7 separate regions of the Mus musculus genome follow, and regions 2, 3, 4, 5, 6 and 7 are each linked to region 1. Evidence: chromatin contacts called from public Hi-C and HiChIP or PLAC-seq data. All regions are on one chromosome and are shown on one strand. Each heading gives the region's core, a stretch centred on a gene start, on an enhancer-like site or on the middle of the called end of the contact. The rest is flanking DNA. Distances are from core to core; before and after follow the strand shown. Region 1 has its middle 56 kb from the start of Gm39806. Region 2 overlaps Arhgap15 (Rho GTPase activating protein 15). Region 3 overlaps Zeb2 (zinc finger E-box binding homeobox 2). Region 4 overlaps Arhgap15 (Rho GTPase activating protein 15). Region 5 has its middle 26 kb from the start of Gtdc1. Region 6 overlaps Arhgap15 (Rho GTPase activating protein 15). Region 7 overlaps Arhgap15 (Rho GTPase activating protein 15).

What was found. A called contact is a pair of places that touch in the nucleus more often than the background predicts. HiChIP or PLAC-seq counts read pairs in DNA pulled down with a chosen protein or histone mark.
Region 2: a contact with region 1 is called in an H3K27ac HiChIP or PLAC-seq map of heart atrium, with 7 read pairs. The contact joins two enhancer-like sites. A contact is called at or near these places in 5 of 484 Hi-C or Micro-C datasets (adipose-derived mesenchymal stem cells, cerebral cortex, liver and 2 more) and 2 of 115 datasets of contacts at active chromatin or transcription factors (heart atrium and neural progenitor cells).
Region 3: a Hi-C map of cerebral cortex shows a contact between it and region 1, with 3 times the contacts expected there. The contact joins two enhancer-like sites. A contact is called at or near these places in 1 of 484 Hi-C or Micro-C datasets (cerebral cortex) and 2 of 115 datasets of contacts at active chromatin or transcription factors (fibro-adipogenic progenitors and heart atrium).
Region 4: an H3K27ac HiChIP or PLAC-seq map of heart atrium shows a contact between it and region 1, with 5 times the contacts expected there. The contact joins two enhancer-like sites. A contact is called at or near these places in 9 of 484 Hi-C or Micro-C datasets (adipose-derived mesenchymal stem cells, cerebral cortex, cortical neurons and 2 more) and 2 of 115 datasets of contacts at active chromatin or transcription factors (heart atrium and neural progenitor cells).
Region 5: a contact with region 1 is called in an H3K27ac HiChIP or PLAC-seq map of heart atrium, with 5 read pairs. The contact joins two enhancer-like sites.
Region 6: a contact with region 1 is called in a Hi-C map of cerebral cortex, with 3 times the contacts expected there. The contact joins two enhancer-like sites. A contact is called at or near these places in 1 of 484 Hi-C or Micro-C datasets (cerebral cortex) and 1 of 115 datasets of contacts at active chromatin or transcription factors (heart atrium).
Region 7: a Hi-C map of muscle stem cells shows a contact between it and region 1, with 1.5 times the contacts expected there. The contact joins two enhancer-like sites. A contact is called at or near these places in 3 of 484 Hi-C or Micro-C datasets (cerebral cortex, embryonic fibroblasts and muscle stem cells) and 2 of 115 datasets of contacts at active chromatin or transcription factors (embryonic basal ganglia and heart atrium).

Annotation. Positions count from the first base shown.
Region 1 is chr2:44,555,597-44,559,170 of GRCm38.p6, reverse strand. No RefSeq gene overlaps it. Among named protein-coding and RNA genes, the nearest start is that of Gm39806, 56 kb to the right of the region's middle. Within about 2 kb of position 1,915, at least 118 of the 459 cell types and tissues checked have an H3K27ac peak or open chromatin away from gene starts, as enhancers often do. A contact at or near this core is called in cerebral cortex, heart atrium, muscle stem cells and 1 more, where this site is marked.
Region 2 is chr2:44,103,004-44,106,577 of GRCm38.p6, reverse strand. All of the region lies in intron 8 of Arhgap15 (Rho GTPase activating protein 15), which reads right to left. Among named protein-coding and RNA genes, the nearest start is that of Arhgap15os, 39 kb to the right of the region's middle. Within about 2 kb of position 1,772, at least 94 of the 459 cell types and tissues checked have an H3K27ac peak or open chromatin away from gene starts, as enhancers often do. A contact at or near this core is called in cerebral cortex, heart atrium and uterus, where this site is marked.
Region 3 is chr2:44,998,031-45,001,604 of GRCm38.p6, reverse strand. Zeb2 (zinc finger E-box binding homeobox 2) reads left to right here. Exons shown (of 10, transcript NM_015753.4): 6 at 1-5; 7 at 2,613-2,721. Among named protein-coding and RNA genes, the nearest start is that of Mir5129, 23 kb to the left of the region's middle. Within about 2 kb of position 1,519, at least 43 of the 459 cell types and tissues checked have an H3K27ac peak or open chromatin away from gene starts, as enhancers often do. A contact at or near this core is called in cerebral cortex, where this site is marked.
Region 4 is chr2:44,147,129-44,150,702 of GRCm38.p6, reverse strand. All of the region lies in intron 10 of Arhgap15 (Rho GTPase activating protein 15), which reads right to left. Among named protein-coding and RNA genes, the nearest start is that of Arhgap15os, 84 kb to the right of the region's middle. Within about 2 kb of position 1,947, at least 29 of the 459 cell types and tissues checked have an H3K27ac peak or open chromatin away from gene starts, as enhancers often do. A contact at or near this core is called in heart atrium and uterus, where this site is marked.
Region 5 is chr2:44,951,305-44,954,878 of GRCm38.p6, reverse strand. No RefSeq gene overlaps it. Among named protein-coding and RNA genes, the nearest start is that of Gtdc1, 26 kb to the right of the region's middle. Within about 2 kb of position 1,583, at least 99 of the 459 cell types and tissues checked have an H3K27ac peak or open chromatin away from gene starts, as enhancers often do. A contact at or near this core is called in heart atrium, where this site is marked.
Region 6 is chr2:44,241,537-44,245,110 of GRCm38.p6, reverse strand. It overlaps Arhgap15 (Rho GTPase activating protein 15), which reads right to left. Exons shown (of 14, transcript NM_153820.3): 12 at 1,872-2,006. Among named protein-coding and RNA genes, the nearest start is that of Gm52508, 85 kb to the left of the region's middle. Within about 2 kb of position 1,935, at least 21 of the 459 cell types and tissues checked have an H3K27ac peak or open chromatin away from gene starts, as enhancers often do. A contact at or near this core is called in cerebral cortex, where this site is marked.
Region 7 is chr2:44,298,057-44,301,630 of GRCm38.p6, reverse strand. All of the region lies in intron 12 of Arhgap15 (Rho GTPase activating protein 15), which reads right to left. Among named protein-coding and RNA genes, the nearest start is that of Gm52508, 29 kb to the left of the region's middle. Within about 2 kb of position 1,535, at least 17 of the 459 cell types and tissues checked have an H3K27ac peak or open chromatin away from gene starts, as enhancers often do. A contact at or near this core is called in cerebral cortex and muscle stem cells, where this site is marked.

The sequences.
Region 1 (3,574 bases), core at 666-3,165:
ACTGAGTTTGAAGCCATGCACAAAGTTGAGGGTTTTTTTTTTTAAGGGGGGGGGGGGTGGCGGGATTCAAGAACTTAAAGAGAAATAAGTACATTCAAAAAAGAAAGAGAAATCCTCTCGATGTGTGAAGCCGGATTCTCGGTGACTTAAGATCGGGTTTTATTGCCATTCTCCTTTCTCCATCCATTAGACAATGAAGAAATCTTTACTCTGGCATCTGGAAACCTCTCCGTGAGCATCACTTGTTAATATAAACTGAAGCCTTCGGTGGGTGGTAAGAAGTGACAACACACCTAAATCAAGGGCAGTGGGACGGTGCACCAGAGGGAGAGCCGAGCCGTGAGAAAAAGCAACCTCCCGACTAGCTTTTACCTTCCCTTTCTGAGGAATGAACCCAGAATGTGCAGAGGGTGTGGCTAGCTCACAGCAGTGGATGCTAAAGATGCATCAGAAAGTGGGGAATGGGCAAAACCCTGTGTGATTTGTTAATCTCCCATTCTGTTCGTGGGAAGTGAAAAAGATGCCTCTCTGCCTTCAACTGTTGAAGAAACTTAACTGTGCTTTAATCCAACTGTAGGACTGTCATCTGGCTGCAGCCAGTCCACATGCATCTTGGTTCAGGCATTTGCCTGCCCAATAATGTCAGGATCATTTAAATTGAAATTATGCGTCAGAAGGTATTTAAGAATCACTGATATGCAGCTATTAATCTTGAATGCAAATGGTATGATTTGGGGTGTGGGCAACTCACTTAACTGGAACCACATGAAAAAGCATTTGGAATTTTTTTTTCCTAAAGTACTGTGGGAAAAAAAACATAGTGTTGGAGGAGAGTACGGTTGAAAAGAAGGCTACTCCTGTGAGGGGGGAGGTTGGTAAAATGACTAAGGAGTTGTGTGGCCTTGTTGCCTGCAGTGTAGCCGGTGATGTGCAGGCAGACCAACCCCTCTCCTTCCGAACTGATACAGCAGTGCCAGAAAATCCAAAATCGAACGCAGGTTGGTGGTGCAATTTCCGAGGTCATTTAGCCTATTTCGGTATATTTTAGTATTGGCAGTCAGGAAAAAGGATGGAGCTTTGTAACGTTGAGCCAGGGAGCCTTGCACAGTTACCTTTTGCAGAACTCAGGGCGTAGCTGAGAGACCTCTATCTTAAATCCCAGGGGGCAGGGTGGAGGCTGTTTCGGATCGTGATCAGTTAAAAGGAGAAGAAGCAAGAGTGTCCTTTTTCCAGTTGATCCAGAGAGGCAGAGAGAACTTACACTGTTCTGCTTACAGCTACTTTCCCTAGATTTCAGTTTGTTGGCTTTGCCCCGAGATTTCTAGTAGGCGGTACCAAGCCAATAAAATGGAATCTACAGAAGTGCAAAATAAAATCTGGGGTGTGTGTGTGTGTGTGTGTGTGTGTGTGTGTGTGTGTGTGTGTGTGTGTGTGTTGTAAGGATATTACTGAAGATAAATTGCAACACTTTAAGCACCAAATTTTAAAACTTAAAAATGTATGAATAGTGAAGTTTTAAAGCAGCAAAATAATGCTGGAGCAGAGTATTTATAGCCGTTTCTGTAAGAGGTTCCCCAGACCTCTGGGTGCATCAGCAAACTGTCCTCCTACTCTGTCGAATGTGCAGCTGCGATTTGGCCCCAGGCACCACCTACCCGTAGTCACTACCTCATGCATTTTACATTGCACACATTATAAATGGGGGACCTCCCCCCTTCGTGTTCTGTTTCCTTTTGTCGTGGCCATCAGCTGACACGTGGAAAATGTAGCCTACGGTTTTGGGTGTCTTTTATCTGTGATTAAGGATTCCTTGTCTGGGGCTTGCCACCTCTATCTTCCCTCCTACCCTGCACTGAGTCTCTACCCTCGGTGGGGTCTGACCATGTCTTCAGTCTGGGACTTTCCAGGTCGAGTTGCGGGATGCCCAGCCGGAGAGTTGCTGATGGTGGAGCATTGCCGAAGTCCTCTGTGCTGTGCGGGCCTGGGGTCGCCAGTAGCAGGGCATTCCCGAGGGCCAGATGGCTTTTGCCCTTGACTGCTGGCTCGGCTCTGACAAGGGCGAGCAGCACCTTGGCGCTCAAAAAGCAGGGCACCGGAGTTTTTCCGCGTCCCGCTGCCCTCATGAGCGCAGGGCCGGGCGCCGCAGCCGCTGGAACCCGCGGGGCTGCCGCGGAGTCGCGAGCCCAGGGTTTCGCCGACTCGGGCTTCAGCATCCCTGCCTGTTCACGGGCACTGCGCACTGAGGACCGGGTTGTGAGGTGGCTACTCTCAGCCCTCGGCGCGTGAATCAGAAGATGCACTGGGCAGACAAGAACTGCTAATCCTTACACTCAAACGCGCACACACTCGCACACACACACAGTTGTTTGAAGTTTGGCCAATGCAAACCCCAATGGAGATGGGCAATGGGCACAGGGGCTGTAGCAAAGATCCCGGGCTATAGGATTTCAAACACTCCTCTCCACTCTGGCCTTGTCAGACTCTCATTTACATCACATGCTCAAAACATGTGTTGTTGGGTTTTCTAGTTGTTGTTTTTTTCTTCCATGTACATCATGCCTCTATCGGAGATTATAAACTGTTTCCCTGCCTGTCCACCGCGGATTGTTTCTACGAGGGCAGAGGCACGGAGTATTTAAAAGCAATTCCTTTGGACAGAAAGTCTTGAGAAGCAGCTCATAGATTTGTCTTTCACTTGCTCTAAGTTTGGGAGAAATGGAAAAATTGTTTAGTATTTTGAAACTTCTAATTGCTTCAAAAGCGTTTCCACACGAGTGCTAAGCCTCATATCATTACCTATTTGAGTGTGTACGTATAGAGACACACGTGAAGGAAAGCAAGGTTCACATTCCCTGGTACCAGCAGTGGCCTTTCCTTCCCATTCCATGTAGCATTAATTACGTCGTATATAGTCGACATCCGGTATGTTATCCTCCCTCTTTTTCACACACACACACAAAAAGTTTGCATGCAAAAGTGAAGTTCAACTGGACCCCAAATGTTACCCAGTTAACCCAGAGTTTTGGTGATCATCTCTGCCATCACTCAAGATTTTCCTCCAGAGGATTTGAATTATTCCTCAAATTGTAGATTCGAGATGTGAGTAGATTGTCAAAATGTGAGAAAATCCATATTCCATCCCTACACACAAAGAGGCTGAAAGAGAGTGGTCTACAAGAGCCTATCCCAGGAGAGCTGCCCAAGAATGTGGTGAGCATGCTTAGAGGAGACTATAAAGAGAGATGATGGGGCTTTTGGAATGGCAAAATGGATTGAAGTAGCTGATTCATTAGTTATGCATCCCAGCAAACTTTGCAAACCTTACAATAGTGTTTGGAAATGAAGCACCTTCTATTCTGTACATTTCCCTTCCAACCCGAATAAAGGGTTAAAGCTATTATTTAGAAAAACATCTCACTTAATGAAATTAAGATCTGATACATTTCCTTTTCTCTCTGGCAACAATGTCACCAGAGAAGTGTGTGTGTGTGTGTGTGTGTGTGTGTGTGTGTGTGTGTGTGTGTGTGTGTGTGTATTGATATCATATCATGACAATGCTCCTGAGCACAAGTTC
Region 2 (3,574 bases), core at 523-3,022, 450 kb after region 1:
TGTGGAGCGCATCCAGCAAAAGGGTTTCCCGACAGGCGAGGCAGCAGACACAGCACAGAGAAGGGAAGGGACTTAGCAATCCAAATACCCATGCATTGCAAGTTGCCGTTCGCTTTGGAAATATTGATTCCTTGCCGTCCTTGTTTTCATTTGACAATCCTCGTGAACAGGGAACAATCAGACTAAGAGTGCTTTGCTGTTATTTACTGCCCTGTGGCTCTCATGGTTTCTCCTACTGAAAGAAACTATTCCAAGCATTGTGTATATGTTAAACTTGTGGGAAAGAACGTGTTTATGTTCGGAGGTCTCTGCTCCCCTGCTGATAAACACACATAACCCTAAACACTCAAGTGCGAGAATGTGCATGCGCACATGGGCATACACACACACACACACACACATACACGGGGAGGGGGGAGAGGGAGAGGGAGAGGGAGAGGGAGAGGGGGAGGGGAAGGGGGAGGGGGGAGAGGGAGGGGAAGGGGGAGGGGGGAGAGGGAGGGGAAGGGGGAGGGGGGAGAGGGAGGGGGAGGGGGAGAGGGAGAGGGAGAGGGAGAGGGAGAGGGAGAGGGAGAGGGAGAGGGAGAGGGAGAGGGAGAGGGAGAGGGAGAGGGAGAGGGAGAGGGAGAGGGAGAGGGAGAGGGAGAGGGAGAGGGAGAGGGAGAGGGAGAGGGAGAGGGAGAGGGAGAGGGAGAGGGAGAGCGAGAGGTGTCTATCTTTCCAAACTTTAGGATATTTTCTTCTTCGCTGAGTGAATTAGGCCAACTTTGGGCATGTGCTACATATTGTACAGTTTTGCTGTGAACTTGAATTTGCATTGTGCCTCTTCTCTCAGGAAAGAACATTCCTTGTGGAAACAATACTGTTCTGTAGCAAAACGCAGTTCTCATAATACCCCTGTGAACGGGAACAATTCCACCTTTTTTTTTTTTTTCTTTACTAGAAAATAGAATCATTAAAATATCCCCAAATGACCTATCCTCAACCAGGCTCTGATGGCAGCGAGTATAAAAGGAGTGACTCTAACCCAAAGACCTTTCAGTATTAGGTTTACCAGGTAAGCAATGACTGGGGAAAGCCAAGCTGGCCGTTCCTAAGTTTCTAGGATAATTCTCGGAGTGTTCTCCAAATTGCTGTCCCCGTATGACTTAACTCTGATGATGAAAACACCGTAGACTTTCACTAACCCTGCAAACACTTTAATTAATCTGGTCGGCTGCCGCCAGCTTCCCCCTAGCCAAATGTGCCTAGAGATTACAGAAAACACACACACCCCTAGAAGGCCGACAAATTCTAGTCTAAAATCATCTTTCAAAGCCCCTTCTTGGAAAGCCACAGAGTTTTCGGTCCAGTTTGCACATTCTGGATGGGATTTGGGCTGAGATAAGAATTCTTTATGTCTTGCCTGCAGCTCCAGACCATGTTGCAGGGCAATGGCCACTCTGCCCTGCCTCCTTCACCCTTCCAGGTGGCCTTCTCACCCCCACATTCCCGAGCGCTGAGACCGGCGCCTGGCCTGGGCTTGCACTCTTGGCTGGCTCGGCAGGCCTGTGCAGTGAGTGTAAGCGTGGCAACCTCCCTTGTCTGCTTGGTGATATCAGGGATGGGAAAATGTCACGCCAGACACAGCCTCTCAGAAAGAAGTGTTTGGGGGGACAAAACCCTCTATTATTTGAAGAATTATTTTGACATAAGCGTCAAGCTATTTGCTCCAAAATGTGCGTGCAAAGCACTGTTGCCTACCCCCACAGGAAGTGTATTGAAAACGCATGCGAAGGGTGCGCCGAGCGTATCTGAGGACACAGTGTGTAGTCTACAGCTAAGTGATCAGGGATAGCAGCGTAGTTTGTCCTTACAAATGCTGACAGACAGCTGCAGTTTGCAGCTGGCAGGGAGCTTATGCTCGCTAAACAAAGATCTAGCTGGAGCCCGGTGAATACTTGGCTGTAGCGCAGTAATCATAATTCATAACATACATTTCTAAAGGAGAATTCAAACCCTAAGAAAAAGCTCAGAAAGACTCCTGTCATTTTGTCGCTTGCTGTGGTCCGGATATGTGTTGCTTTCGGGCTATTTTGAAACCCCTCGGGGTCCTATAGAGACCTGGGTCAGCAGGCCTGTCATAAGCTAAACTGCTTTCTGCTTTCCTATCACTCTTTCAGACCTCCTAAGCAAAGTGTTACACCAAATACTCTATTCCTTTCCCCCAAAAGATTCAAATGTAGTAAATTTTCCAATCTCTCTCTCTCTCTCTCTCTCTCTCTCTCCCCTCTCTCTCCAACTTCTCCTCTCTCCCTCTCTCCCACTCTTTTTCTTTCTTTGATTTTTGAAAACATCAGAAAACCTTATTCTTTTGGGCACGTTTCAGATTGCTGTCTCAGAAACATGAAATATTAAATCTGAAAAAAGAAAAAAACCCCGGAAAGAACAAAGTGTAACTGTCCCCAGTTTGGGGGACGAGAAAGACTCAGTTGTGAAGTCACTTGCCCGAGGCAACAAAGGAAGACTTGGAGCAAAGCTGGAATCCAAACTTCTTAACCATCATTTCTGGTTTCTTTGTCAGCACCTCCTTTTGCCTCTTTAATCCCAGATTGACTTTATTAGAAAAATTGTTCTTAAATCCAGAAGAATGTTCAAGGGAGCCTTTTCGGCTGCTTGAGGCGCCCACTGCTGGCCCAGTGCTTCCAGTGACTAGGACTTAACTCCAAATGCAATAATTGCCATCAATTGTTTTATTCTACGTATTCACAATTGGAGAGTTTTGAATATAATATGGAAATATATTGAAATTTATATGCATAATTATGCATAATAATATGAAAAATACATGCCCAAGGGGGGAAATTACAGTAGCCTTCCTTTGACATGCAACAATGCTAAGTGTTTGGCTGTGATTCTTTTCTCTAAGTTTTTGGTAACCTGAAATCTGCAATAGATTATTCTTATTATTTGGGGTTTTCAGCCTTCCCTTTCCCTGGGGGACAGAGAGCTGTGTTGCCGAATGCCAGGACACCCCTCCAGATGCAGATGTCACCGAGAAGGGCTCTGCTGGATATCCTTTCCATGTGTTTCTGCCTAAGCTGGGAGGGAACAGAGAGGATTGAGCTACGGATGGGAAACGTGCTGCGCCAACTTCCAACCCCTCTGAAATTCCAGCTTTTGGACTTGAACAGGCTGTGATCGGGGCCCATTACAAGCTTGTTCACTCTTGACAAAATGAAACTTACGGTCTTGAGGGAAAAAAAATCGTCTTCCTGAGACATTAAGTGCCTCTTATATAAAATAACGCAGTGATGGCTCAAGACCCGAGGAGTTGGAAATGTGCAGACTGAATGACCTTTAAAATACACATAGGTTTAAAACCAAAAGAAAAATGCACTTAAGGAGAAAGTATTTTGACTTATTTCTAAAATATGGTTGGAAACATTAAGCAAACTTAAAATGAGGCTGCACCACGTTCTCATTTTGACTTAAAGATCTCCTTTAAGTAACACAACTGATGTAGTCATCAGCACTGACTCCAAACACAGAAATATGAAGAGTCACAGTAACAAGAACTACTGATATTGTTAAC
Region 3 (3,574 bases), core at 270-2,769, 440 kb before region 1:
ATCAGGTGGGGGTTGGTTCTAAGTGATTTCTTTCTATAATAACCCCTTAGAGAAACGATATTGCTTTGATTGGCAATCATTATTAATTTTTCATGGCATTTTGAAGATGCAGATCTTTTAATGGTAATAGCTTTAATTGAGGTCTAAATGATTTTTTGATGGTCTCTTCTAATATGATTTAATAGTCTTATGTTCACGATCGAATGAGTGTGTTAATTTCTAATTTAGAAATTTTATTTGCACTTTAACTTGACTTTAGTTTCATTTTTATGTTCCACAAAAAGTGAATGAAATTGTAGCATTTTAATTATACATTATTAAACATCTCAGCAATTTTAATTCCATTTTTCACCTAGTTTTGCTTAGGCATTTTTTTTTATATAGGACCTAATACATAGCAAAAGAAGTGCATATTTCTCTCATTTGTCACGAAACACTTTTAAATTACTTAGAATACTTTACAAGCTTACTAATTTATGAAATATGTTTTTAAGGAGATAGAAAGGCCATATAAGTTATATGCATATACACATAATAAATTGGAAAAGTGATAAATGATAAAAAACATTGGTTATAATTAAAATGACTCCATCTCAATATACATGCTTGTAGTTAAATGCCAAAATTGTTCTGCCTCTTTTAGCCTACTTGTTTTAAAAATAAGAACTCTGGCTTGGAAAGGTAGGAATAGGGTCTTAAATCCTTGAAATGACTGAGTAGGGCTAATTCACAGCATCTCTTAAATGTTTCAGCAAAACTGCTCTTTCTATCCTCCTGGGAGAATTGACTGTGCAAATTGATATTATGATGTGTTGGGTGGTCACAGTAATGGTGTTTCATAAGTCACAATAACTGGTCCTACAGATACAGAATTGCCCCTAAATGAACTTTGATATTATATATTTTTGAGATGGTTAAATATGACATTCTCTATAAAACTCCGATTTGTCCTCATAGGCCTTATTGTCTTTGAATAAGGAAAAGAAGACACAAACTCAATTAAGCAAGAATGGCAATACTGTGTTACAAATTTTTACTATTTAAGGCACTATATCACATTATCACACCATTTGTTTCTGATTGGACTTGTGAGTTGAATGTTTTCCAAAGATCAGCTATAAGTAATACGCTTGTGCAGTTACACTTTTGTAACAGTTTATCTTCTCATGCTTCTATGCACAAAAAAACTCTAGGAAAAAAAAAAAGCCTAGATATTTATCTAGTATAACTGCTTTAAATTTCACATGCAGAAGTGTGATTGTGTTGGCGCATTATGAATGGTAGCTTTGGTGTTGAAAAGTCCCCTCATTTGCTCATGGCATTTACAATTAGTAAATTAAAATGATTGTATCATATTAACAGTGGCACAACTAAAGTTTATAGTAGTCCTCTGAGGGCTGTGGGGGAGACAAAGCAGCTGTTGCTGTTTGTTTATGCAACTCGGCAACATATGAGCACTGGTCCCTCAATGGCGCTCGGCGGGTTGGGCTCCGCTTGATCTTTGAAGGTTGCTGCTGTTTGAACAAACCTCCCTGTGTCCCATGTAACACCATCTGTCTCACTAGGAATGTGGGAAGATTCAGCACACCCTAGCAGTTGTCACACCGTTTCTGGGCTGTCTTTTTGCAAAAGGCTTTTGTGTCATTGCTGCAGAAAAAGGCTGGCCTCCTACCTTGAGCATCCAGAGTGGATGACTGTTGGGTTGTTGTTTTTTTTTTTCCCCCTTAGAATTTCAAGTCACACTGCGTTTCCCCCTTGTTCAAAAAGGTCAGCGGTGTTGGATGGTATCTGTGCTGCCTCTAACTTGTCTTTTCAGCAAACTTTTTTTTTTCTGTTGGTTCTTGCACACTACTAAAACGGAAAATGAAATGTCATTGAAGTCTTTCCTACTGACTTGTGATAAAGCTGTTCAAGCAGACATAACCCAAGATGTTGTCTCTTATTTGATAATGAATCAAATCTGATAGGCAGCACCTAAGAAAAACACAGTTAACATGGGCCAGTAGCACAGTGAATGGGATATTTAAACAGGCATACCAAATATTTATAGTCAAAGGGTTTTTTTTTTTTTTGATTTTGTCTTTTATTTGGGGGTGGGGAGAGGTCTCCATTTCTTTAAATTTCAGTTTGATTTAGTTTACACTTTTACCTGGAAACAGAAAACTTCACAAAAATTTGTTTTAAGTGTGGGTTAAAAGAAAAGAACAATTTTATAATTTTCAGGAAAGTATTTTTTTCCTCCTCAAGCCAGCCGTGTTTTGAAAGGAAGCCTTTAGGGTTCAGATTCTGCACTAAACCAAAAGGAGCCATGAGCATCTCTACAATCATACTTCTCATCTCAAGGGTCAAAGAAATGCTGTAGAAAAAAGATGTCAGGCGTAATTGTGAAGCAAGGGTCCGACGTGCACGGGAAGCACTTTCTTAAAAGAGAAAAATTCCCATTTTATTACCAGCATTACCACTTTTATTGCAACTCTGAAAGTCTGACCAGATAAATAAGCATGAACTCAGACCTCTCAGCCTGTCTAAAAAAGAGGTCTTGGGAAAGATTCCTAAGCAAGCTCCTTTGTGCCTCCTGAACAAAGATGACGGCCATTTTTCTCCTTTTACAGCACCAAATGCTAACCCAAGGAGCAGGTAACCGCAAGTTCAAGTGCACGGAGTGTGGCAAGGCCTTCAAGTACAAGCACCACCTGAAAGAACACCTGAGAATTCACAGTGGTGAGTCACAGGGGGGTCGCTGCATTGCATTCTTTCCTACTAGAGAAGATTGTGGAGACCTTTTCAGTGTACACAGTCCCGGGTGGAGTGTTGTGGGCTTACCCCTTTATTTCATAAGCTCTAGGAGTCTTGGAGAGTCTTATGGTATCCTATAAATGCTTATCCTTCTTACAATTCACAAGGGCTTTGATTTGTGTTTTCTGCTAAATCTAGAGACTTTTACAAAACCGTATAACTTTGACCTGGAGATATTTGGGCTGCAATTTCAGAAAGATATTCATTTTTTTTTTGATACCTAAACTTACAAGAAAAAGTGGGAGAAAATTGGACAGGAACTTGCATATGCTAACCATTTCTTGACTCCTGATAGCTATACATCATAAACCCACATCCTACCGCTGAGATTTCTGCTTTATACATAGTTTGATAGCTCTGCCAAGCATTTTATTACCAAATTGGATGCTATTCAAAGAACTAGTTGAATTGGTAGAATCAATGGGGTCTCCACAGAGTTGATTAAAGCCATGGCTACACTTCCCTTTAAATACTGTGACATCTTTATTGTGCTATTGACCACACATTAATCTGACACTCTGTTTAAATAGGAGGCTGCTGATGGCCTGACAAGATTTGGGATTCTAACTGAAAAAGGCGTAGAGAGCCTTTACCTTCCACAGCTTACATCTTGAATTATGTCCACTGGGGGTAGATAAAATCCAGAGATAGTTATGGTCATATAACTCTGACGTAAGCATCTAGAATGTAGAGTCCACCTACATTCGACACCTAGATTAATTTCATTTGGTTTCACAGATTCTTATCTTGGCAGACAACTTTGCATGTTACCTAAATG
Region 4 (3,574 bases), core at 698-3,197, 410 kb after region 1:
TCATAGTTATTCAATTTCCTGATTAAAAGCAGTAGGCTACTGATGATGTAATGACGGTACATTATTCCACTAATGGAAATGGGTAAAGAATGGTTGTTGGGTTGATCACCTAAATAGAATAGCTCCAAATTGAAGAATACAAAATCTTCAAGGCAAGCTATTTTCAACTGCCTAATGTAACTGGGTCCTGATGGAAAGATGGTACCCCACTGAACCATTAACACGTTCTGCAAATTGTCTTTCTTAAATATTTTAAAAACATGATACAACTCACATTATCCCTTTATATATATCCTGTAGCTTCCTCCATCCAACGACTCTTGGCTGTACGTTGTTTTCCAATTTGAGCATCACAGGAATGTTGAATGCAGCTCACCCATACCATTTATTGGGAGCCTTTCATTGTCAGGCTCTGTGTGAGGGGTCAATGTACATATAAAAGAACACACTATGCACTGACCTCGGCATGTGCAAATTTTTCTACTTTGTGTTATGCTATGACCCTAATACCCAGTCACTCAAAATTTTGTTTATTTCTTTTGAAAAAAAAAAAAAAAGCATGTTTTCTGCATACACATCTATAGTCTTCAAGAACCTCAAGAGCTCTTCCAACATTATCATTTAAAGAGCTATTTTGGTTTTTGTAGTTTGTTTTTTCTTCTCAAAGTGCCTTGCCCTTGATTTTCTCCTTGCTTGATTGTTTTTCTTTTTCTGAACTGAAAATAGGAAGTGGTCTGAAGAGTATAAAATTAGGTGAAAAGATTAAACTAGAAAAGAGGAGATTATTTTTAACCCTAGAAAAAAAACTTACTAACTCTGTAGGCTGCTAAACTATAAAAATAACTTTCCAGAGAAGTTAAAGAAATCAAAGAATCATTAAGACATTAATCTTTGGAGGAGACAGGAAAATTATGACAAAGTACAGTGCTAAAAGAATTATACAGTACTAAAGTAAGGTACTTAATGCTCAGTGCTTCAGGCTGGTACAAAAGGGTTACCCAGGATAAGTATTGGGCTTGCTATATGTGTGTATATGTGTGTATATATGTGTGTATATTGATGTTTCTGTTGGATATAATTTATTTGCAAATAGAAAAGGGGAATTGGAAAGACCGTCTTATCCTACTAATTTAAAAGGGAATATTAGTCACATGGAAACTCAAAAATTATAAATTATAGTTTAATTCAATGCTTTCCAAACCAATTTAAGATTTCTTAATTTTAATATGTTAAGTCCAAGGGTTGCCTATCTAAGTAGAATTTATATATTCCTCTTCTAACAGAAACAAAAGGTTTTTGCCCATAGCATAGTGACAGTGTTGTGAGAGTTTTTGTATTTTTTAATGAGTCAGTTTTCATTATGTAACAAGAATTAAAAAAACAAAAAACAAAAAACAAAAAAACAAAACTATCAGGTCATGTCGTTTATTGATTCCCAGGACAACAAATATCTGAAAATCTTTGAATGCCTTGTAATAATTATTTTTTGTTTCTGATTATTGAAAACCTGAAAGTGTTCCAAACAAATATAATCTCTTTTTCAAATTTTGTAAACATTTGTTTCCAGGCTAAAACATCCTGTCAGCTCCCAACTCGACTGTGTTTAGTGGTTGAACTATTAACTTCTGAATATAAGACCTTTTAATAGAAACTCCCAGACCAAGAATTTACTTTATAAAATGACACCACTATAAGACATTTTAGAGTACTGCATCTTGATATGCTGACTCTATTTAAACCCTCTATCCGTAATAAAAGGCTAATTGTGCAGGGTCTTAATTTTGGCTTAAAACCAAGTGACTCCAGTGGAAAGTATTTTAAAATCCTAAATTCCAGAATGGGGATTAAGAGTTGTGGTAAATGTTAGAAATTAGACCCACGCTTTATCTGGGAAGAGACACTGTTCTTTTGCAGTCTGGACCCAAAGTGTGGGAATCTCTGCAGCCGATGGGGTGTGAGCAGAGGCATACTGCTGTGTTCCTTAGCTAGCTTCTCTGGTGACTGAACTGCACGTCCACTCTTATGCTAACTTCTGTTATGCTTAAGCTCTTTTTGATAACAAGACTGTTGTATGTTGCTAAGCGGAGATAAACTTAATTAAGTGCCACTAATAAGTAGAGCGAATTAATTAATAACAGCGTTGTATGCAGAATTTGTGAAGATTCAAGACATACAGTTTATTGCAAGATTGAACTATCTGTCATTTCAAAGCAAGGATAAATTTATCTGAGACAGAAAAGCAAGTTTTGGGTAACTTGCTAGATATGAAAAAACCCCTGTGCTTCTCCCTTTTGGAACTCACAGACCTACCCTGTTGTCCACAATTGCTTTTGTCTTTGCAAAATCTACCCAGACCCGCAACTCCCCACCTTGCCATCTCTGGTTTCTTTCCGTTGTCTTTCCTGGTTTCTCTTTTATACTCTTACTGGCTCTTTCCTGTTTACTCTGTTTGGGATTGTCTTCCCTCTTAGCCCTCAATGTGGCTTTCTTACAGACACGGAGGCCCCAGCATGACTACCCGAAAGAGCCAGCTCCAACTTGGATGTCGCACAACAGTGCTGTCAGGAAGGTGGCTGTCTCTGTGGTTGCATTAAAACAAAAACAAAACAAAACACCGAGAGGCAAAAAAAAAAAACAAAAAAAAAACTGGTCTTAATTTTAACTCAGAAAGAAAAGCTAAGTTAATTTGAAGCATACTCTCAAGAGCTTCATTGAGAATCCTGCGCAATGAAGTGCATTTGGACACTCAGCTATAGACATAAAAGTGAGAAAAATCCAAACCAAAACAAACAAACAACAAACACCAACATAGCTTATTCCCTTAGGGACATTATTTTTTTCAAGTCCACAAATATTCTCGAGAGAAAAAGAAAAACTGCTTATCTTGTTCTCTAGATTTGTTTAAAGCATGTAATTTTTATCAGTTTGTTTTTGTTTTTATTACTTTTTTTTTTTCACTCACTGCTTATAAAACTAGGAAGCAGAAGTCTCTCGGGAAGAGGATGGAATCATAAAAGTTTGCAAGACTCTCGTCAGAAACCAAGCAGTACAAATTGCACATTTTTCATAGATGGATCAGCCTTTAGTGCGTGCCTGGATCCAGCTATCATAGATTATTCCAAAGTAGAAAAGAATGAGGAGAATAAAGTTAGCGGGGCTGGGAGAAAACTTGTCTAGTTATGGCAATACAATCTGCACTTTAGGGGACTGGATTTCAAGCAACGGGAAATAGCAACGTAAAGTTTTATTTTTATACCAAAGCACTTAGTAGGATCTCAGTGGACTGAAGGGTTCACTGAGTGAAGTAACAGTATTAACAAGGACAAGTTTCATGTCTCCGCAGAATATTTAGGTCATCATTCCTGCTGCTTATCCAATAATTTCTTGCACATGCATACTCCACCTAATATGCATAGCAATATGTTTACAGCAAATACCCATCTATTTGTTTCTATTCCACACTGTGAAGCATTCTAAGTCATAGAAGTATCTTCCTCATGTTTTCTCATGGTACCCGGGTACTAGCAAATATGACCATATAAAACCTCACGTTAAAGTGACAGTATCTCAAATT
Region 5 (3,574 bases), core at 334-2,833, 400 kb before region 1:
CTCAATTTGCTTCTGTCTGATAGTGTTTCTTACTATTTCTTGAGAGTTGCATTTAAGGAAATGTGCTTGGTCTCTCAAAGCAGATGAATTTGAGGCTTCTTGTTTGTTTGTTTGTTTGTTTGTTTTCCCACATCTTGTGTGCATTCCTCAAGGCCTAGAATAGTATTTAGTGAGATAAGAAGCACTCCATAAGCACATATTGAATGGCAACTAGAAACAAATTGGGTTGGAGAGATAATGCTAAGCTGTAAATGCTTTTCTGTTAACTGTAGTGTGTGGACCTGCAGTGAACCATGATCTCAGCACAGAGAGCTTGGACTGGCAGAATCAGTTTACACTGTCAGACAGAGGCATGGAGGGGTGATGGGTAATTCTACGATGAGGGTATTGCATTTCAGATTTGCTAACTGTACATTGCTCTAGAGGAGCTATTCATGCTTTCATCTGTGTAACTTGGTACCTCTAAGAGTTTCTACTCCAGTTGGCTAAGCTCACAAAGAATACAGTATGGTTTGTGCCCCCAGTCATACATTATATTGGCAAAATAGATATTAGCCTTTTCCCTTATCACTAGAAACTTTGTTCCATCATTTGCTCCTTTATCTGAAACTCTAAGTTTGTTTTTTCTTTTCTTGTGCTCCATAAAATGTTTCCATCTTTTTTTCTCATGACAGTAGTCATGATGACCAAGATGGTGAAGACAGTACTTATATCATATAGCATCATTCTTTTATGTTCATGGGTGAAAACTTTGCTCCCTCCCTCGTCGCAGGTGTGTGTGTGTGTGTGTGTGTGTGTGTGTGTGTGTGTGTGTCCTGAAGTTGATGCAGGAATCATCATCCATTGTTCTTTCACCATGTTCAATGAGAGTCAGGGTCACCAATCAAACCCAGAGCTCCCAGATCACTACTCTTTCTAGCCAGCTTGGTCTCGTAATTCCCTGAGATTAAAATTTTAAGTGGACTACCTGCACATCCCAAATTTATGTAGCTTTTGGGAATGTGAACTTTGTTCCTCACACTTACCCAGCAAATTTACGAAATGTAACATAATGATTTTTCATGATTATTATAAAATTGAGCATGGAGTTATAATTGGTATATATATTTAAAACAAACATAAATTATATAATTAGACTAAATGGTAAATAAAATATTTTGATCTAGGAAAAAATGAAGCCAATGACTATCTATCTATCTATCTATAGATTTTGTAAAATGAATCAATAAATATTGTTCATGTGGAAGTTGGAGGAAGCAGATTTTCCAATTGTTTTTCCTTTTTAGAGGATATGGTTTAAAGTTATTTTAGATACGCAAATTTGTAGGGCATAGTGTTACATACATACTTGCATATGGTATGTAACACCTTCTAAAATAAACCACTTTTCTTTCTCCTATTTATTCTGGTCCTTTTGTACCTTTTCCTTCTTGCTTTTCTGCGTCCATGCTCCTCCCTCGAACCCTTTCCACCCCCTCCCTTATCCTGAGAGCTCCTGCCTTATCTCTCACTCCACTCTCTTCCTCTGTGCTTCCAAGTCCTTCTGAAGCCAACCTCCCCAGGCCTCCTTTGCCCTCTGACCCTTCCTTCCTCTGCAGGACTGTATTTCCCCTGCCTCTTGCAGCAACCTAAGCAGAACAATACTAGAAGCAGAACTGGCCCTCTGACAAAAAAAGAGAACAGCTGGAAAGAAAACCTTACTCACAAAGAAGACAAGCATCTTCGAATGTCTGTGGGAGGGTTTGCTAAATCATCTGCTTGTTCACATGTGGAACTTCCAACAAAGTGATTTCCTCTTAGGTGAGGCGGGCAAGAAGCACGCACCTCAAACTAGATGACTGAGCAAATCCAAGGACTTACCGACCTCTCACTGAAGTTCAGCTCTTCTCCCCACCCCCTGTATTTGTGCCCTGACCTTTGCTTTTCTTTTTCACTCCCCTGACCTGAAAGCTCTGTTGCAAGAACTCAAAGAGCCAAGCTCTGCCCACAGTTGTGAGTCACAATTCTGAAACCAAGCGGCTCATAGGCATGCATTTAAAGGAAGTATTGGGCCTTTGGGACTCAGGTAAAATAATAACAGCTCGTTCATTCTTTGTTTGCTTATTTTCTTAAATCTTTATGGAAGAAGCACAAGGCCTGCTGTACCTGAATGTCATTTTTATAATCATTTTAACAGTACACAGTAGAATTAAAAATCCCACAGTAGATCTCCTGCATTATAGCACAAATTAACAACAACAACAACAACAATATCCTGGGCCCCATGTCCAGTACACAGTCATAGAGATGTGTTCACTGTTATAGTGTGAAGTATCAAAACCATTTTTATTTTTTTGGAGCTAGTTTAAATAATATGGCTGCACCGGATGAGTTTAGGAAAAAGGTGTGCCAGCTAATCTCCTCCCACCCCTACAGCCTTCCCCCTCCTTAGCCTTTCTTTGCAACTCTCAAGTCTTTGCTTCCTATCTCTTGGGTTTTCTCTCCCACCCCCCACCCCTCTACCTCCCATCACCCCAAATCAAAGCTGTACTCAGAATCAATTCTTTAGGCTCTCTTCCTGGAGACTTGTTTGTCTACAAGAATGCATTTTATTTTTTTTGAAACACTTGCATTTACATTTTATTGGTGTAAAAACTGTGATATGCCACCTAGTATAAAACAATGGCAATAAAGAAAGCAAAGTTTCTTCCAAGATCCATTTTTCTAGAGCCAAATATTACTAAACAATTCCCGTAGTAGGCCTATTAAAATTTTTAAATGTAAAATGAAATATTGAAGAGGTCACGCCTGACTGTACAGTACACCCGGTTGTATCTCTTCCAGGCATTTCTTTGTTTCCCCACTCCCTAGGGAGGTGTTCAGGAGCAGACAGGAGTGTCTAGACACCTCTGGCCTCTTTTTAATATCAGTCCTGGAATGTGGCACCTTCTCTACCCAAGTATAGATCTGCCTGCTGGCAAATTCTTTCCTTCCAGCTTGTCCTTACTCTTTTGTTTTACTGCCCGAACAAAGTGCAAATGCCTTTCTCTCCTATTAAATTCAATGACTCCCAAGTTGCCCAAATGCTAGGGTTCAAAGTTCATTCTCATTCTCCCATCTCTGTTTTGTTTGTTGGCCTGGGACTTGACACCTTGGTTCTCAAGGTGAAACTAGGCCTGTGTTTGTTTCTGTGAGTAAAGAAGACTAAATGGAACAAATATTAAACAAGCAAACAAGACTTGATAGCATTCATATTGCTTACAGATACACAAAAACTAAGAATGGAGTCACAGTAATACCACCTCATTTATGCGAAATGGTTATTATTCGTATCTAAATTTGGGGGCAGTCAATATTAATGGTATCCTTTAATAGATCTGCATGCTAGAAAAAAATTTCTGGAGAAGTGATAAACGAATAGCCTTACCTTTGGGAAGAAGCAAATGCTTATTGCTTAATAAGCTTAATTTTATCATAAATCTAATTTCACCATGTTAGCTATTGTTTCATAGGCTCAGCACTCCTCCTCTAGAAACCTCACGTTCAGTCTGTGGAATGATTACTGTTTTGCACTTCCCTACCTAACCAGCGAACA
Region 6 (3,574 bases), core at 686-3,185, 310 kb after region 1:
AGCAGACTTTATTAAACATGATCTTCATTTGCACCATTAGCTATTTCATAACTGTTTGCAGAGGCTCTCTCTAAGCCATTCCTAAGAATGCTGCCTGTCTCCTCTCAGCTGTTCAGTTCTAATCATTGCCTGTATTGCTAAAACTAGGTCCAGTTCAGGTTTAACTCTAAAATATCTTAGAAATGACCACATTTCTTGCAGGGGTTCAAAGGGCACATACCCAAATGAGCTCTGAGGACCCGTTTTCCATATGCTTAGCCCATGGGAATGGCTCACTAATATCTTTGGAATCATGTAAACTAAAGGAAGTAGGAAGCCTAATTGATGGGTATCTTATACAATATTCCCCTGCTCAGCAAATATGCCGGTATGTTTCCAGATGAGATAATTGTCACTTAGAAGTATAGAGGTCGAAATGTGGCATGCATACTACTAAATATACACAATTAAGAAAGGCGTCTGCACAGAACTCTTTACAGTTTCCCAGGTTGCTCTCCCAGTGTATGCGCATGTATGAATTTAGGACATCAGACTGGTGAATGGGATGCATGCTTGCTTACAAGTTCTTTATTATTCCTTTTAAGTTGTAGGTTAGGGAACCTAAGAACTATAAATCATTCCTCTCCAGAGGGATTAAAACTCTAGGCTTACCCTAGCCCCCAGTCAGGAATACTCTTATGTCCTTAAACAATAGGCAGACAACAAGACAATCTGAAACTGTGAGCAGGCTGAAGGAGAGACTGGGAGGGAAAACCCTCGTCTTCATACTATTGATTTCATTTCACAAAGCTTTAAAAGTGTGAAGAATTTTTCCCAGTGAAAAAAACAAGACTGAAAGGGCACATTGAAGGGCTTTTTTTTCCAGCATTGGCCCCCAAGTCCTCACTCCTACTACTGGGAACCCTTCACACACAGCATCCAAGATCAGACCTCCTAAGTGGAACATTTTTCCTTGGAGATTTTTCTTGTTGGTACTTTAATTAAGCTCCTGCCAGGCTTGCAAGGTTTTTAATTTTACCTTTCTTTTTTCTTTCTTTCTCTGTCCTTCTTATATCAGCCTGCTTGCCAGGAGATGTTTCCAAGCTGTCACAATTATAGGAAATGTACCCGATGATATTAAGCTTAGTGATATTCAAGTGTTTGTTTTTCCAAGTATCTACAGCAAAAGTTTCCTTACAGGAAGCTATTTCATTCATTCATTTATTCATTCATTCATTCATTTGTTCATTCATTTGTTCGTTCATACCATTTCACTTTAGATCATCCCTTTTATAAATGAGAAAGTAATACATCAGCAAGAGAAGTTTCATGGAGTACCCATTCCAGGAAACCTGCTGACACTTAACCTTATACATTACCCAGAAGCCAACTCTAGATAGTTACTGTTGTTGGTGAGGGAACAACTGAGGGAGCCAAGAGATGGAACTGATGATTTAACACATATTTAATGAAACACAATATTTAATATATTTAGGTTCCCTTGCAAGATCTCTTTGTCTGCAAACAGTGCAATTCTGAAAATATCAAGGCAGGGACTGGGAGTACACGCGTTGACCCTATAAACCAGATTGCAAGAGAAGCTATTTTCATTTGAGAAAGCTTAAATTTGGTGGCCTTAAATAGATCTCTCTCTCTCTCTCTCTCTCTCTCTCTCTCTCTCTCTCTCTCTCCCTTTGGTCTGAATAATTTTGGTTTTAAAGCTCAAATAATATTGCAGGGTGAGAATAAAACAAACCACCCAAAATGACAAAACCTAAGGCTACAGATACGAGCACGGGGCACATATTCTGTTCTCTGTGGTCACGATCGGTATTGATCTCACTATTGTAAATAATTTCACCACACCCGGCTTCTTTATGGGGTATACTTACTGATCGCCTCCACAAACCGCTCAAAGAAACTGTAAGGGAAGAGCGGTTCAGACAGCTCCCGGAAAAACATCTTCAGTGCTCCGGTGACGACGTGGATGTCCTCCCACTGGCTGTCATCCAAATTCAGCTTCTCTTCTGGGAAAACACGAGGAGAAATGGAACAACTGGTTTTAATGAAACAATTACAAGACACTAATTATTATGTTAATGTTTGCCTACTATCATCAGCAACCGTTAACAGCCTTCTGCACCTAGAGGTTTGGTGCTGTGCATGAATTTTTTTTTCTTCCCGTTTTCTGTAGGAAGGGAACATTTTCAATGGAATACCATCTGTAGGAATGCAGCTAACAAAAAACAAGGGACACAAAGAGACAGTACCATTGACACAGTATGTCAGATACGGTTATTCCCATAATGCATCAGTATGAAAATTAGCATCACAGCGCAACATGATTCAAAGCTATTTGGTTTTGAGGCCGAGGGGCTAAGAGTTGCCAGCGATGGCTGGCTCAAGGGACAGGCCTGAAGGCCTTGCTGAGCCAACAGGAGACATATGCTAAACATGGCAATAGAAAACGAGTTATTGCTTTACATGTGTTAGCCTTGCTATGTACAAGGGAATAATGGCTAACAATTTTATTTTTCTTTCTCTTTCTGTCTCTCTCTCTCTCGGTTTGACTCTCTCTCTCTCCCTCTCTCTCTCTCTCTCTCTCTCTCTCTCTCTCTCTCTCTCTCTCTCTCTTCTCCTGAATGTAAAGTCAGCAAGGAATAGAATATGGAGGAGAAAGTAAATTAATTCCTTCTTACTGCTTCAGAAATATTTTTCTTCAGTTTTCATCTCAGTGAGAAAAATGTGCCCAGCAACAATATTAGACAGACCCCTGTTGGCCTATGCAGGCTATGCAAAGCTGCCAAAATGATAACAAACCACAAATGCTAACCAACTCTTTGGAAGTAACAAAAATATTTGCTTGGGAAGCCTGAGTGAGTTGCCACAGCGACACACTAAAGAACTTTGATGCCAACATGAATGCTCAGTAGCAAGCGAGTGTGCTAGGTGCCTCTCAGGATCCGTTGACTGTCAGTAGGGAGATCTGAGATCATTCTCAGACACAAGGGATGATTGTTGTCTAGAAGTGGCATCTTTACATATAATTAAGAGGATGCAAGTTACTATGGCATTTCTGCTCATCTATAAAATAAGCAACATAGAAGTGATTTTTGATTTTGGACTTAAGGAAGCACAAAGTTATCAGTTACAATACAGTTAATTGAAAATTCTTGTAAGAGCTTATAGGTATTTGGCTAACTGGAACTTTTTCTCTGTTTTGATGCTGTCTGAGCTCATAGTCACAAGCCCCCCTCCCGCAGTGTGAGCTCTATGAGTGTCTAGGAGCAGTTTGCACCAAAGTGGGGGTGGGGGGAGAGAAGTAAGGGAAGCTGAGAAGTGTCACCGTGGGGGATTCTCTGCAGGAACTGTTTTGCTAATAGTGTTCATATCCTTTTAAAAATATTAGCCCACACCACTATCAGATTTATTTTTTTCGAGTGGACTATTATTTTCGGTGTTTGTATGTTAAGTTGCCGCTCAGTAGTTTGTCTGTGAAAGGGGGATGAGGTGGGCCCGTTTATGCCCCAGGGTTCTCTCCCTCTTCCTTTCAATCATAACACACTAATATGACTCCCAACAAAATCATCAGAGG
Region 7 (3,574 bases), core at 286-2,785, 260 kb after region 1:
ATTCTCTAAGTCCAGCATCTGCTTTCACAATTTTAGAGAGAATCGTCATTTCAGGAAACCTGATCTTGTTACTTACTAGTTGCATTTACCCCGTTTTCTGAACTAAAATGGAAACACAGGATTGGCTACCAGGACGCTATCTGAAACCTGAACTGTCATGGATAAACTGGTATGAATGGTCACTGTGCTCACCACAGAAAATTATGATCAAACCTATGATGGCAGGACTGTGTGGTCATGTGCCTGTCAAAATGTTCTTTCAATAAAGCGGTAAAACAAAAACAAAACCAAAAACAATGTAAAAATATAATGTAATAACTGCCAAGATGGTTTTGGGGGGAAAGGGTACTTGCATCAAGTCTGATGGTCTAAATCTGACCTACATGGTAGAAGGAGCGGATTTTCTCCTGTAAGCAGTCCTATATGTCCTACACGTATGCCATGCTGTATAGCACGCATTCACACACACACACACACACACACACACACACACACACACACACAAACACACACAGGTTATCAGAAGCATCTATCTCTAATATGTTTAGAGATGAATGGGAAAGTCCAGAAGAACTGTAAAAACTGCCTATATTTTCTTTCTTTCTTTTTTTTTTTTTTCTTTTTTGTTTTTGAAGATCACAAAGCCAGTTTTTTATTCTGTTGATAAATCTGAAGGTGATGGCAGCTACTGTGAAGCATGTAAAAGTTGCACACACACTACTAAATGAATGTGGAGAATGGGGCATCTTACTTATCGGAGGCCACTAAAGCATAGGGTATAGGTCAGCTGTATTCTTGAGTGGTCAACAGTCCAGCTGACACTGGGGCCAGGTAGCCAGTTGGCTGTCATTGATTTCATCCGAGAGTGATACACACACACACACACACACACACACACACACACACACCCCACCATGAGGTAGCAGCTTGTGGCGTTTGGAAGGAGGAACGAGCCTGGTGCTGCTTCCTCCCATATGGTGTCTCACAGGCGCCACTTCCCATTTGCTCCCTGAAAAGGTGTGCCTTTTCAGGAGATAATGCCAAGCGTTCTTTGTGCTATGGTGTCTTTGCATCGAAAGGTGATGTGTCTGGCACATTTGGCAGGCTGCTGTGAAGAGGTTTAGAATTTTCCACTGACTTTGGCTATAATTTGACAGAATAATATTGTACCTGACCAAAGCTGGTGATGTGAGTTTAGGATTGGGGTTGGAAAGCAAAGAGGAGGAATAATATCATTTTTATTGATATTGCTCATTACTGTACTTTGTAAAAAAAAAAAAAAGTCATCTTGTTGCTTTAAAAATTTTTATACTGACAAGAAAATCTGGCACCTAAGCAGGCTTATCACTGTGAGTAAATTCTGAATGAGAGCTTTGACATGTGGGTAGAGTAAAAGTAGAACCTATCTTTCTTGTTCAACCCCTCCTCTCTTTAAATGAAATGCAAAATAAGAGGCAGAGTCAGTGGGAGGGGCAGAGAGGGCTGAGAGAAGAGGCAGTTCTACTTGAGAACGGAGGGAAAGCCACGTTTTCATCATGAACACTGGGGCTCTCCCACCCACCATTTAGGAAGCTCGGATTCTGTTAGTCTTTTGTGAAAGAGTGCTCTCGTTTATTCAACTCTTGCCACATGGCTTAGTATCATAACCACCAGAGTTCCTAGAGATTGTAGAAATCCGCTTTGTGTCTATGGAAATAGCAAGCTGGAATTCAGGCTATAATTGCTGTGACTTTTCCACATTACCGTAGAAAAGTGCTGTGCTTACTAATGTTGGTCATCCTTCAACTATCTGTTTCGCCCTGGTTACTTGTCAAGATGTAGGATGCATCCCGGATATTCAGCCCCACCAAGAAATACAGTGTGTGGATTTCCCCCCATGTTTTGTTTGTTATATAAGCAATAATTTATTTGCAATATTTTATGGAAATTCTTGGAATTATAAATATTAAATCAATGCCAAAAGATTTAACTACCCCTCCATGGCAAATTGTCTTTAAACACTAGCATTTCTTTCTTTCTTTTGCTTTTTTTTTTTTTTAATCATTTACTTGTAGACCAGAAACACTTGCAGGCTCTTGCCCCTGGCCTTCTGTGAGAATGTTAGTTAGCAATGCTCATAAAAACTCAATTCATCAATGTGAACATAATTTGCTATGAACAGAAAGCTCACAAAAGGGTGAATTTGTCAGATAGACAGGTGGCCTGAGATCTCTCCCTGATACTGAATGATATGAATAATAGATTCTGGTAAATGTATGCCAAGACTTGAGCTGTAAACACAGCTGCCTCCATTCCCTTCCAGAAAAACAGCTTCGAGGACGAAAGCACAGGCACCGTGCTCCCACCTGAGGACCAAAGCTTGCACACACACACACACACACACACCCCACAGAAGCACACAGGCACACACAGGAATTCAAGAAGTAAACAACCTCTTTTTAAAAAAAGACACAGAGCTATCTTCATGCTTTTCCCTTCTATGAGAAAGACATTTTTTTTTTTTTTTAAGGCAGAGGAGACTTGATAGAGGAGAAAAAGAAAGAACATAGATTTTCTTAATGGTTCATTATTCAATGAGTCCCACATTATTCAAGAGTCTCATTTTGTAAATACACACAAATCAATGGTGCTAATAAACTTTGCAATATTGTAACTCCTATTTTCTAATGACCAAAACCAAGAGGGCAGGTTGACTCCACAGAAGCACTGTGCTTAAAACTACTCTTGTAATTCATGGCTATTTGTCTTATGGGTTATTAAGTATTTATCAAGGTTCAACTATAATGTAGCCTTTTCTCCAATTTACTCTGAACTTTAAAAATCTGTTTTGCAAATTGTTTTCCAGGTAATACACAAATCTATTTAGAAGTGGATGATCAGGATATTAGAAAATTCTAGTTGAGTGGAACATATGTTTTAAAAATCTTTGTAGACACAAGTGTACAAGAGACAAAAATAATGGTCATACATTTATTTTAATATAGTACATAAAAACACGAGTAAGACAAATATTTATGGTTGCAGGCATACTACAAATTAGGAGAAAGTTAAATATAGCTAAGTATGAAAATAACTTAATTTTAGGAGAAATTGTAACGTAAGTGATATAATCGAAATTAAAAGTTGTCGAACGAGCATGTGGATTAATGGGATTTGGGAAACAACAATCTCTTTGAGCTCACCAGAACGGCTAGGTTACAGCTCAGCCCAGGAGCATTTGCTGGGCTTGCGCAGTGTCCCACCTTTTCTACTTTCACATGGAAAAAAGGCATGGGAATCACGGAGCCACAAAATCAGAATCCTGACAATTTTGGAGTTGGAGGAGATCTTAGAAATCATTATGTCATATTCTTTAATGTTATGGATGAAAAAGCTGCGACGCAAGGGGTTAAATACAGTCACTGACTGGCTACAGGCAAAATTGGATTTATTTAGAAACCAGGGTACCTCAAGGCTAGTGCTGTTTGAAAGGAGGTGTCTATGGAGAGGGAAGGGAGGGGGAGGAAATGGCTGAAAGTCCTAGTGTCACCTGTCACTCACTAATACTTGACTTCAGAAGAAGGATGGATACATT